2 separate regions of the Mus musculus genome follow, and region 2 is linked to region 1. A link is a contact called in public promoter capture Hi-C data. All regions are on one chromosome and are shown on one strand. Each heading gives the region's core, a stretch centred on a gene start, on an enhancer-like site or on the middle of the called end of the contact. The rest is flanking DNA. Distances are from core to core; before and after follow the strand shown.

Region 1 (6,497 bases), core at 433-2,932:
TAACCCAGTGCCCAGCCATCTTCCCTGAGCCGCCGGCGGGCGGTGAACGATGCCTGCCTCACCTTCATCTGGGGGTGTCCAGGAGGGGTCCAGACTGTGAATCCTGTGCTCTGCCCGGGACCACCCCCCCCCCCCCAATCCCCATCCATCTCATTGCATAGGTTTAGAGAGAGCACGTGTGACCACTGGCATTCATTTGGGGGGTGGGAGATATTGGCGGAAGCCACCCCAGCCTTAGTCCCCAGGGCAAAGCGCTGGGGAGGAAGATGGGGAGTCAGGGAGGGGGGAAGTCTCAGAAGAGGGAGGAGTCTGGGAGCGGGGAGGGACGGCCCAGCCTGTAAGATACTGTACATGCACTGCTGTAGATATACTGGAATGAATTTTCTGTACATGTTTGGTTAATTTTTTTTGTACATGATTTTTGTATGTTTCCTTTTCAATAAAATCAGATTGAACAGTGAACACTCTTTTTGTTAGCTTTACCAGTGACAGAGCATCTGGCACTACCTGTAAGGACATGAAAGAAACGGTGTGTGTGTGTATGTGTGTGTGTGTGTGTGTGTGTGTGTGTGAGAAATGGCTCAGTGGTTAAGAGCACTGACTGCTCTTCCAGAGGTCCTGAGTTCAAATCCCAGCAACCACATGGTGGCTCACAACCATCATAATGAGATCAGACACCCTCTTCTGGAGTGTCTGAAGGCAGCTACAGTGTACTTACATATAACAATAAATAAATGTAAAAAAGAGAAAGAAAGAAAGAAACTGGAACTTTTGGACTCTTAAGGGGCAGTCATACTAAAAGGTAAGCTAGAGGCTGGTCTGGTGGCACAGGCCTGTCGTAGCTAGTTGGAAGGCCTGAGCAACTGAGACCCAGTCTCAGCAATGGGGAGGGGACAGGTGGAGGGGACAGGCGGAGCGCTGGCTCAGCAGGTAGAAGTATGGGCTGTTCTTCAAGAGGATCTGCATTTAGGTCCCAGCACCCATGCTGCAGCTCACACTCTGTAACTCAAGTTCCAGATCTGATACCTCCTGGCCTGCGGGTACCAGGCATGTGCACAGGGCCCATTCCATGCGGACAAGGAAACCCAAAACCCCAAAAACACATATGCACATAAAATAGGTAAATGTGCCAGGGAGGTGGCTCAACTGTGAAGAGCACCAGCCGTTCTTCCAGAGGTCCTGAGTTCAATTCCCAGCTACCACATGGTGGCTCACAACTATGTATAATGTTATCCAATGCCCTCTTCTGGCCTGCAGGCTTTCATATAGATACAAACTTCATATACAATTAATTTAAAAATAAAGCCGGGCGTGGTAACACACACCTTTAATCCCAGCACTTGGGAGGCAGAGGCAGGTGGATCTATGAGTTTGAGGCCAGCCTGGTCTACAGAGTGAGTTCCAGGACAGCCAGGGCTACACAGAGAAACCCTGTCTCAAACAAACAAACAAACAAACAAAAAAACAGTAGAAAGACTGGGAGCATTGCTCAGTGGTAGAGCCCCTGCCTAGTAGGATATGGAGGTGTGGCTCAACTGAGCACAAAGTCCTGGGTTCAGTTACTTATACCAAGAGAAAAAAGGAAGGCGGGATGAAAGAGGCACAGAAGTTGTAGCTACACAGAGCTGGCAGCCACTGCTGTAGTCTTGAGAGCAAGCACACACAGGGACTAATACTTCATGTGTACTTATTTCATCAGGTATGAAGAGTGTAACTAAGCTTAAGATTTACTGTACGAACGAACGAATAGCTTATAGTTTAGAAGCCACTGTTTCAAGAGCTTGAGTTACAGATTGTGAGCTCTGTCCTGAATGACATGGGGTCTAGCCTGGCCCTGTGACCAGCCTCAGGTTGCTCTCTGGCTGGAAAGGGACCTGGAGCTAAGATCAGAACTAGACATTCCTTGCACCATTGTCCTAAGGCCAGGCACATGGCCAGCTCTCGATGCTGAGCACAGCCTCAGAACCCACTTTGCATTATTTTGAGAAAGGAGAGTTTTTCCTACTAACTGACTGAGAATTGGCAGTCCTTGAACCCACTCAAGTGCCAGCTTTGTAATGACTTCAGGGAGAGGCAGATATGTAGTATATCCCTTCCTGGTGGCCAGTGACAGTAAAAAGCAATTTAGGGGAAGTGGATCTTCTAGAGGGCTGTGGGCATAGAGGAGAGGAATCTGATGAAGCCATATCCACTGCCCTCCTGAGCATCTCCACGAGAAGAACATATATGTGTTCAAGAGTCCAAGTGTACTGTGCACACAGCAGTTCTCAAAAGTGCCAAGTCGACGGGCAGTGGTGGCGTACACCTTTGATCCCAGCACTTGGGAGGCAAAGGCAGGCAGATTTCTGAGTTTGAGGCCAGCCTGGTCTACAAAGTGAGTTCCAGGACAGCCAGGGCTATAAGGGAAACCCTGTCTCAAAAAAACAAAAACAAAAACAAAAACAAAACAAAACAAAACAAAACAAAAAAAAAGTGCCAAGTCTGGGGTGTGATGTGGTAGCACACACCTTTAATCCCAGCACTCAGGAGGCAGAGGCAGGCAGATCTCCGAGTATGGCTACAGAGAGAAACTTTGTGGGTGGGGGGAAGTGCCAAGACTAATTAATTGCCACCAGGCATGAGAACCTAACTTCAGCCCCCAGACTCATATTATAGAAGGAGAGAACTATTCTCTACAAGTTGTCCTCTGACCTCCATCCACAGAAGCACTGTGTCTCTAAAACTATTGATTCCTTTAATATTTTTAATATCTTTAATAAGATTTAACTGATTAATTTTCATAAGTATTGTATGGGCCAGATTGCTAACACCTGTCTGAAATTCCAGTACTTGGGGAATGGCGGGGGGGTGGGGGGTGGCGGCGGCAGGAGGATCAGGAGTCCAAGGGCAGTCCAGGGATGGGTGAGACCTTATATTAGGCAATTTCTTGTTGCTGCTACCAAAATATTTGCTAACAAGCAGCGTTGTTGTTGGTGACTGGAGAGACGGCCAGGTGCTTCACAGTACTCCTGGTTTTTGGAGAAGGCTTAGGTTGAGTTCCCAGCACTTGCAGGGCAGCTGATAACATCCGCTCCAGGGGAACTGATGTCTTCTTCTGGCTTTTCTGTGCACTAGACACACATGGTGCCCAGACAAACCTACAGTGGACAAAACATGGAGATACAAAAAATGAATTTTGCCGGGCATGGTGGCACACGCCTTTAATCCCAGCACTCGGGAGGCAGAGGCAGGCAGATTTCTGAGTTCGAGGCCAGCCTGGTCTACAAAGTGAGTTCCAGGACAGCCAGGGCTACACAGAGAAACCCTGTCTCAAAAAAAAAAGAGAGAGAGAGAGAGAAAGAAAGAAAGAGAGAGAGGCAGAGAGAGAGAGAAAGAAAGAAAGAAAAGAAAGGAAGGAAGGAAGGAAGGAAGGAAGGAAGGAAGGAAGGAAGGAAGAGTTTTAGCCTGAGCTGTAAGATAGCGAGGGTAAAGTCTTTTCCCCTGCCTTCCACTGGCTCATTTACATTTTGCTTGGTGCCTTGGTGACTGTGCAGGTATGCCTGCTTTGAGACAGGATTTTCTCATGGAGCTCTGGCGATCTGCCCTCATCATCAATCTTGGTTACAGGCACAGGCAGCCACACCCAGCCTTTCACATGGGATCCAGGGATTCAAACTCAGGCTTGAGTTTTACCCACACAGAGCCAACTTCCTGGTCTTATTCATGTTTTATGGGGCAACCATAAAACCCATGGCAGGCAAGTGCTAAGTCACTAAGCTATACCCCAACTCTCCCTTCAGCATTTTAAGTAGTTTTACAGACGCTTGCCCTCTCTTTTTTGCTTTTGAGACAAGTTTCGATTAGCCCAAGATGGCCTTGAACACCCAATCCCCAATCTTCCTGCTTCCCCTCCTCAGCATTGGCAATGGATCCCAGGGCTTTGTGCATGCCAGCCACACGCCAGCCTCTCAACTCGCCATTAAGGGTCAAGCCCATCCTGTTGACTGGAGGAGGCAGCCCTGGACATTTGATTGCTTGTCTGGCTGCTCACAGCTCTAGCAGCACAAGAGCAGAAAGATCAGGCTAGAAGCAGGGAATAGGGACCCCTCAGAGCACCCTGCCCAGAAACACAGCGCATCCACCAGCCACACTTTTACAGTGCCAAAGACAGTGCCACCAAGGAGCAAACGTCCACAGACAGAAACCTGTGGAGAATCCATTCAAACCAATACATGTGCATGCATGTGTGTGCGCATGCTCACTACACACATAGGGGCATATGTGCACACATACATACACACACATACATATATGTATACATGCATACCAACTTGGAACATGATTTCCCTCTGGAGCCCAGACTGGCTTCCGACTTACTATATCCACACTAACTTAGTCTTCCATTTTCGGTTTGTTTGTTTTCCAAAACAGGGTTTCTCGGTTTCTCTGTGTAGCCCTGGCTGTTCTGAAACTCACGCTGTAGACCAGGCTGGCCTCGAACTCAGAAATTCACCTGCCTCTGCCTCCCCGAGTGCTGGGATTAAAGGCGTGCGTCACCACGCCCGGCTAGGGTTTCTTGATATAGCCCCGGAACTCATTTTTTTTAAAAAGATTTATTATTATTATATCTAAGTACACTGTAGTTGTCTTCAGATGCACCAGAAGAGGGCGTCAGATCTCATTACAGATGGTTGTGAGCCACCATGTGGTTGCTGGGATTTGAACTCCGGACCTTCAGAAGAGCAGTCAGTGCTCTTACCCACTGAGCCATCTCTCCAGCCCCCTGGAACTCATTTTTTAGGCCAGGCTGGATTTATAGATTCATCTGCCTCTGCCTTCTAAGTGCTGGGATTAAAAGTGTGCTCCACCCTCCCTCAGTCCTCCATTTTCTGCCTGAGTCTGAGTACTAGGTTCATAGGTTTGAGCCAACACATTTGCCTCTTAGTTAGCTTTATAATTTGAATAATTTGTGGGTGGGCAGTAAAGTTCTGGTTATATAGCATGAAGCCTTGTGTACCATAGTTCAGACCTTGAGATCATTTCTCACAAGAGGTTATGAAGTTTTTAACACAGTGTATGTATACTTCATGTATATATTGGTGTGTATATGCATGTGTCTGTGTCTATATGTATATGTACCTATGTCTGTATATGTATGTATGTATCTTTGAGTGTGTGTGTGTGTGTGTGTGTGTGTGTGTGTGTGTGTAGGACAGAGAACAACTTGTGAAATTCAGGGTTTGTATTTTACCGCATGGGTCCTAGGGAACAAACTCCAGGAAGCTCCTGTACCCGCTGAGTCACCTTGCTCAACCTTTTCAATCTTTCAAACTTTTTGGGGGGCTGCAAAATTTCTTACTGTGTTTTCGATTCAATGTTTCTCACCTCCATTATATTACGTCTATTGCGTACATTTCCAGCTCTAGAATATTCATTTGGTTAATTTATACCATGTGTTGCTGATTCTGGGTATACCGGGAACCAATCCATTTACTATAGTTTTTTGTTTTTGTTTTTGTTTTTTCGAGACAGTGTACCTCTGTATAGCCCTGGCTGTCCTGGAACTCACTTTGTAGACCAGGCTGGCCTGGAATTCAGGAATCCGCCTGCCTCTGCCTCCGGGGTGCTGGGATTAAAGGTGTGCGTCACCACGCCCGGCTCAACTTTTTAAGTCTCATGTACCCTGGCTTACATTCAACTTGCTACTTAGTAGAGATCTGCCTACCTCTGCCCCTGCCCAGTCTACTTTTCCTTTGTTAAAGATTTGTTCTTATTCTACATGTATGTATGATTCCCCATATATGTGTGTATACCATATGTATGCTTGGGGCCTGCAGAAGATAGAAGATATTGGATCCCTTTGAGTTACAACTGGTTGTAACCCACCGTGTGGGTACTGGGAACTGAACCCCATCTCTCTAGTCACAAGATTGCCTTCTTTTCCCAGATCCAAACACTGAAGTAGAAAATTTCCCCCCTGCATCAAAGACGCAGGGATACTTATAGCAAGAAGCTATGCTGTACAAATCCAACAGGCTCCTAGAAAAATAAACCCAAGAGAAAAGGAAGCAGCTGCAGCCATCATGGCCTCTGCCCAAGGGATGCAGGAACTTAAGTGGGCCCACACCTTCCCATGAAGGGGCTCAGCACCTCTCCTCTCTACATGTCCCCATCCTGCCATGGCTGCTTTGGAGAAAGATGGACTTTTGCCTACAAGTTTATTTCCTCCTTAAAAATTATCCCAGTGTGTAGGGTGTGGTGTGGGGGGCAGTGTCAGGTGATTGTGGTGTATGTCTTTAATTCCAGCAGTAGGGAGGCTGAGGGGAAGGCAGATTTCTTGAGTTCGAGGCCAGCCTGAACAGATTTAATTCCAAGAAGGCTAGGGCTACACAGAGAAACACTGTCCCCAAAACACAAGGAACAAAACAAACAAAATATCACTGTGGCTGGAAAGATAGCTCAGCAGTTAAGAGTTCTTGTTGCTCTGGTGGAGGACCGGGGTTTGGATCCCAGCATCC
Region 2 (6,487 bases), core at 1,687-4,186, 2.9 Mb after region 1:
ACCTTCCAACCAGGGCAGCCTTTTCACTCATGCCCACTTTCCAGGATCTTCTGGACACTGGTTTTTGTTTTGTTGTTGTTGTTATTATTATTAGTGTGTGTCAGTCATTTATTATTATTATTTTATTATTATTATTATTGTTATTATTATTATGTGTGTGTGTGTCAGTCAAGCTTGGGGCAACTCTAGAGTGGGCTTCTTCCAGTTCTGAGGATGGAACTTCGGTAAGCAGGCTTCCATGGCAGACACCCTTACCAACTACCAAACCGTTGCTGACTCTGGACATTATTTAATTCGTTTGTTTTATTTTGAGATCAGGGTCCATTGCTAGCCTAGAATGACCTTTTGTTTCACTCTCCGGTACTGAAATCATGGCTGCCACAATCACCATGACCTGCCCACAGGAGGGCCCTCGTTCTGTCCAGGCCAATTTTCAAAAGACCACCTGGAACTTGTTCCTGAGTGCTGAGTGTCTACCTCAGATAAGCCTGTACCATCAAACTTGTACCTAGGGGACCTCGCATGCTAGGCTGGCACTCTACCAAGGGAGCCACATCCCAGCCTCAGACCATTTTAAAACCATGTCTTCAGGTTCCCGCAGGCTGGAGAAGTCATTATCCTAAGGTTGCGGACTGGGTGACTGTCCTGTAGCCAGGCAATTATGACTATGGCTGTGATCCCCAAGACATGGGGGTGAGGATGGGGGTGGGGTAGGGGAGTGTTTGCAGTGGGGTGAGGAGCGTCCCTGGCCAAAGCAAACTCCGACTCCTCTCTTCTTCCCTGTAGTGTACCACTGGCTAGAGATGCGGACCAAGATGCGCATCATGGGCTTCCATGCTGAGGCCATCAAGCCACTGAATGAGGATGCAGCGGCTGAGCTGGGTGCGAACCTGCTGGGTGAAGCCATCATCTTTGCTGCTGCGGGCAGCTGTCTGCTGCTGGAGTTCTGGCGCCAGAAGTCATCGAAACACCGCAGGGAAGTGGCGCAGGTGGCCACGGTGCTGTCGCTGCGGGAGGATGTGGAATACCTGGAGAACATGCTGGACGAGGTGCAGGTGCAGGTGCAGGCAGCATTGCCCAGGAACTCACTGGATGAGCTGCGGGCAGAGCTGCGGGCAGAGCTGCGGGCGGAGCTGCGGACAGAGTTGCAAGCAGAGTTGCGGGCAGAGCTTCAAGATGAGCTACAGAAGTTCAGAACCCAGATCTGTAAAGATTGCTATGAGCCAGAGCTTAAGCCTGAACTCCAGTGTCCTGAGGCCCCCAAGGAGTAGAGGCCGCAGGACTCTGGCCTTGGACGTGGACTGTTGTCTGGGCTTGTCACATGACTGACCTCTCTGCATGGGCCCACCCCCAAATGGTGCCAGCTAACGTGCCCTGGTCTCTGGGGACAGATGGGTCCTAGGCTGAGAGAGGTGTGAGTACCCCTTCCCACGGGGTCTCTTTAACCCACTGGTGGGACATGACAGGAACCCTTCCAGCTCCCCTAACCAAAACCACCATTGCTTGAATGCTGTACTTGGAAAGGAGGGCAGTGTGTTGGGGAGCCGTCTAACAACCTTACTGGCCCATCATACTCCCTGCCTTAGGTTCTGGAGCCCCATCTCCCTCCATCTACCTCACTTTTTAGGGAAAGAGGATGGGGTCTGCCCTGCCCTGCTCAGTCACTCTGCCTACCCCACCGCACCCCCATAACTGGCCTTTTGTAAAGGACCCACCTGCACCCTTACCATGTGGGCCAGTGCCACCACCCACCTGTTTGTTTCACGGTATTCTCAGGATCACCCTCCCTTACTGCCTTTGATCTTCCGGGTAAAAAGCCACTTAAAATATGGCGAACAGCAGCCTCACCTTCTGTCCAAATGGGACATTCCAGAAAACCAAATAACTCCCTTACCCACTCTTTGCTAACCCACTGGGCCACGAAGGAGTGGTTTATGAATTTAAAATGTTTTATAATTAAAGGAGCCCCAGGTTAAAGAGTGTCTCAAACCATTATTTGTTGAGTGGGCAGGCGTGTCATCCATTTCAGTTAGGAAAGAACTACGGGAGGGGGACTCCTAATGGGGGGGGGGCAGTCATCTTCTGAGACCCTTCCCAGGTAAAGAAGTCAACCCAGCGTTAAGCTGTAAGACTTAACCACACAGTCTGCAGACACTGCAGGATGGAGGAAGCAGGCTGGTGAGGACCACAGAGAGAAGGGGCGTGACTGAACCAGGAATGTATGTAGAACCGGAAGTGAGAAGCAGAATTCTTGCAAGGGCGCCCACAGCTGTCAGCAACCCTCCTTTCCTGGTAGGATACCTCCCCTCTCATATAGCTGCCTTTGATGGGGCATAGCATTTAAAGTACTCCAGAGACCTTTGCATTTATAAAAACTGCAGATTTATTCAGCGAGGGCCCGTGTCCAAGAAGCTATGGTGTAGAAGTCGGAGGACCTATTTTTCCTCTTCTCCCCCTCACTTCATCTTCCCGGAGGGCAAAAATGGTCTGGACCCTGAAATCCTAACCCAAATAAAAAAACCACAAAACTGAGGTTCCAAAAAAGTTAAAGAATCTTAATTCCTCATAGAAAAGAGGGAGGAGCCAAGGCAAAAGGGTGTCCCAGGGGTGGGGGAAATACCCCCCACCTAGTGGGATACCTCCCCTCTTATATATAGCTGCCTCCGATGGGACAAGCCTGGGGTCTAGCATTTAAAAACTCCCACACCCCATTTTTATCAAAACCAAAGAGAAAAAAATTTCCCTTCCCCGCCCCCAAACCCAAATATATATATATACTTTTTCTTAAAAAAAAATTCCAAGGCATTAAAGCGTTAAAGTGAATCCAGAACAAGAGAAGGTGAGACCCCTCCTTCCTTCCCTCACTGCGGGGTTACTCGGTCCATCCCCAGCAGAGGAACCAGCCCCAAGGGGATGGTGAAGGGAAAGGACCAAAGAAAACAAAGGGGTGGGACCTCCTTATCCAATCAGCAGCCAGCGTGGGTGTGACCATGGCACCAGGAAGCCACACCCCACGTGGAATCTTCCAAGTGGGAGCTGGCGGGGGAGAACGCATTCTTGTGTAACTCTTGGTCAAGTAGAGGCAGGGAAAGCAGGTGCCAGGCAGGAAGTACAGAAAGAAGAAATGGGTCTTCTGGGTCCCTGTAGTCAAGGAGAACCCCGCTTCCTCAGCTCCTGGACAAAGACTGGAAGGAATGAGAGGCACAAGTCAGGCCAGTCTCCACTGTCTTCCCTTCCAAGGCAGGCACTTCCCATGAACACAAGGGCCTGCGTTACAACAGAGGTGCCTCACCTTCGATGATTTCCTCTTTCATTTTCTGTAGCTCCTTCCGCACCTCTTCCAGAAGCTCCTGAAAGAACCAATCAAGAGTGGTCCCGGACTCTCTTACTCCAACTTATCTAAGGTTCTTAAACATGAACACTTGCTTGTGTGCTTGTGCAGGTGTGTGCATGTGAGCGTAAGGGATGTGCAAGCAAGAGTGAGGTACATACATACACGTCGCTGGGGTGGAGGTCAGAGAACAGCTTGAAAGAATTCACTTCTTCTACCATGTTGTTTTTGTGGCTAGAACTCGGTTAAGAGTGGCACAGCCACCTTTACCTGCTTAGTCACCAAACAGTCCACTTTATTTCAGGGACAGGGACGGATCGTAGGGCATCTTAAATGCTACTTAAGCACACTACTGCTGAGCCACGCCCCAGCCCCTCTCTGGAGGATTCTAGGCTTTACCACTGAGCCACGCCCCCAGCCCCTCACTTGGGTGGGGAGGAGGGGAGTTCTTGGCACTCTTCTGATTAGCCAGGTTCTCTTCCCTTCCTTCTTGACTGAAGACAGAGAAAGCTGGTTCAACAACCCTTCCCTCATCCTTTAACACAGCTGCCAAGGTCACAAAATGATGGGAATGTTCTACAGGAGAGTTCTAGATCTTTGGGGCCAGCAGAACAGTATTGGAGAACATCCAGGAGCAAGCTTGCCAAATGTACATAGTCTCCTGCCAACTGTGACTAGAGATGGATAGCTCGAGCCACTGAGGATTCTGGGGACTCAGCAGGAATGAGTGATAGACTGGTACGGTCTGCTATAGCTACTGGGAAAGTGTGGGCGTCTGTCCCCTGGGCCCCACCCACCAACTCCTTTCCTCAGGCTAGAAGAGGTTTCTCAGCCTTTCCTAGAACCATTCTGGAGCCAGGTCTGTCTCTCCTGGCATCTTTCTAGCTATTTCCCCAAGCTACCTGCTTCACCCTCTCCAAGTCGGAGTCATCACTGGAGCAGGGCGTCGAGGGGTGGGCCTCGGAGGTAGTCACAGAAGAGGACGACTTCATCCTGAAGAGATGGCACAGGGCAGGAGTGAGGGTCCTATCCCAGGGGTTGTATTATGTTCCTCCCCAATATTTATAGCCTACCTTGGCAAGGTTGTGCTGTTCTTCTCCCAGGGTCTTCTCACAGGTTCTGGGTGGGTGGGTGGGGCAACAAATAAAGATCAGAGACAAGCATTGCCCCCACAGTACCATACCACCACTCAACTCACCAGGCCAAAGAATTTTAGAAAACTACAATCCCCAGTACTGTTTTCACAGATTTTCCCCTGTAGTGCTTTTAAAACAAGAACAATGTGTCCTTGGATTTATAGTTTCTATGGATAGAACAGGGCTATCACTCACCACTCTGGGCAGGGAGTCGGGCCTCTGACTCCTCCTGTTGGCGGTAAATACAAGTATCATAAACTACCCTTTCTATGCCAATATTCAGGTCCAAAGCCAGCTCAGCCCTGTAACACCTCCTCCCTGCCCTAGGGTACTAGTGTACACCATAAGGAATATAGGGCAGGAAAAGCCCCCTACTTACACTGGCTGACTCGTCTTTGGGGGGCTTCTCCCCAACCTGTGTGGCTTTTCTTCTGCAGAGGGGCAAGCAAGGACAAGCTACAGTTCACACTCTGCCACTCAACAGGACCCCTTCCCACTGCTAAATTCCAGGAGAGGTTGGAAAGTTAAAGAAGGGGCCTGCAAGATAGCTCAGCAGAGAGAGATGCTTGTACCAGCAGAACCACCTGATTTAATCCCAAAGACCTCTGTGAAGGCTGATGGAGAGAACTGAGTCCTGCAGCTTATCCTCTAACCCCCACATAAACAGACATACACAGTGAATAAATAAATGTAGCAAGACTTTTAAAAAGAGAGGCAGGCAGATCTCTGTGAGTTCAAAGCCGCCCTAGTCTACACAGCGAGTGACTGTCTCAAAAAAAAAAAAAAAAACAACATGGGACAGAATGTATTACATGGCACAAGGCTGTAATCCCAGTATGTGAGAGGCAGAGGCGGAAGAGTCATCATTCTAAGTTCCAGCCTAGCCAGGGCTGAGAACAGCAACAGCAACAATCCAGTTCAGGGCTGCTGAGATGGTTCAGTAAGGAAGGGTGCTGGCTGTTAACCCTGACAACTTGACTCCTAGTCACAGAACCCACGTGGTGGAAGGAGAGACCTCTCTTCCGGGGAGTCATGGGCACACTCATATATACGATAAATAAAAAGAAATAGCTTGAAAATTTAAGGAAAAATCCAGTCCAGAGATTGTTCCTCTAGAATCTGGAGGGGTCCCCCATAATTTCCACATCTGGAAATCTTAAGCATTCTAAGGGCGACGAGGAGTTAGTTCCTAGGTCAGCAAGCTGGGTGTCTAAGAATCTAAGCTTTCAGAGTGTAAGAATCTCTCATGGCTCAAGCACTTTACAGTCTGTGAGCCACCTCAGGGGCTGAGTCTCCAGCATCGTGTCCTGGACATGGCTGTCATCAGGCAGCACCGCCACTCATAGACACAAAGAAGCTGAGTGCAGGTGTGTCATTCCAGCGCCCAGGAGGCCGAGGCAGGTGCATCGGGAGTTCAGCCTGGGCTAGACATGAGCGGCGGGGAAAGGAAGAGAGAGGACAGGAAGGGGAGGGGCCCAGTCAGCACTACAACAGCCTAACCCTGAAAATGCAGCATATAGCTGAATTCTGGGACTCAGGCTCACCTCCGGGCCAGCATGGCGTTCATCTCTTCCATAAGCCCCCCACCAGTGCTTCGACTGTTCTCAGCTTTGGGGGCCAGGGGCCCCCCAGAGGCCTCCTCCTGCTGAAAGAATGAAAAGGGGGAGAAGGCTTCACAGGTAGGCCAGGTGACCTCCCAGCCCTCTTGTGACACCTTTGGGGGACTCTGACCACCTCCCATTGTCCCCTCAGGGCTTCATCCCAGCCACTCCCTGGTACTTCCTTACCTTGCTCACTTTCCTGAGTTTGGCTCCAGCAATGGCAGCAGCCAGGCCTGGGGCCCCGGAACCCCCACTATTGGGGCCCTGTGCTGTAGGGAGTGGGGGTGCAGGGGGTGGGGCTGCCCCTGCTCCATGACCTGCCCCAGATACCCCTGAGGAGGGCAGACCTGGGGGTGGGGGGGGACCTGGAGGAGGGGGAGGTCCTGGAGGTGGAGGAGGGCCCCCAGCTGGGGGAGCAG

The links. Promoter capture Hi-C pulls out the DNA fragments that hold promoters and counts their contacts.
Region 2: a contact with region 1 is called in a promoter capture Hi-C map of cranial neural crest. The contact joins two enhancer-like sites. A contact is called at or near these places in 4 of 39 promoter capture datasets (the C10 cell line, cranial neural crest, frontonasal cranial neural crest and 1 more).

Annotation. Positions count from the first base shown.
Region 1 is chr7:16,317,744-16,324,240 of GRCm38.p6, forward strand. Bbc3 (BCL2 binding component 3) reads left to right here. Exons shown (of 4, transcript NM_133234.2): 4 at 1-591. It also overlaps a transcript of Sae1 not described here. Among named protein-coding and RNA genes, the nearest start is that of Bbc3, 11 kb to the left of the region's middle. Within about 2 kb of position 1,683, at least 3 of the 459 cell types and tissues checked have an H3K27ac peak or open chromatin away from gene starts, as enhancers often do.
Region 2 is chr7:19,254,570-19,261,056 of GRCm38.p6, forward strand. It overlaps Gm38499 (predicted gene, 38499), which reads left to right. Exons shown (of 2, transcript NM_001370864.1): 2 at 787-1,977. The coding sequence starts at 804. The coding sequence ends at 1,271. It overlaps Vasp (vasodilator-stimulated phosphoprotein), which reads right to left. Exons shown (of 13, transcript NM_009499.3): 6 at 6,255-6,487; 7 at 6,012-6,112; 8 at 4,847-4,898; 9 at 4,663-4,696; 10 at 4,405-4,450; 11 at 4,234-4,324; 12 at 3,293-3,350; 13 at 2,360-3,185. The coding sequence ends at 3,148. Among named protein-coding and RNA genes, the nearest start is that of Gm38499, 8.4 kb to the left of the region's middle. Within about 2 kb of position 2,937, at least 72 of the 459 cell types and tissues checked have an H3K27ac peak or open chromatin away from gene starts, as enhancers often do.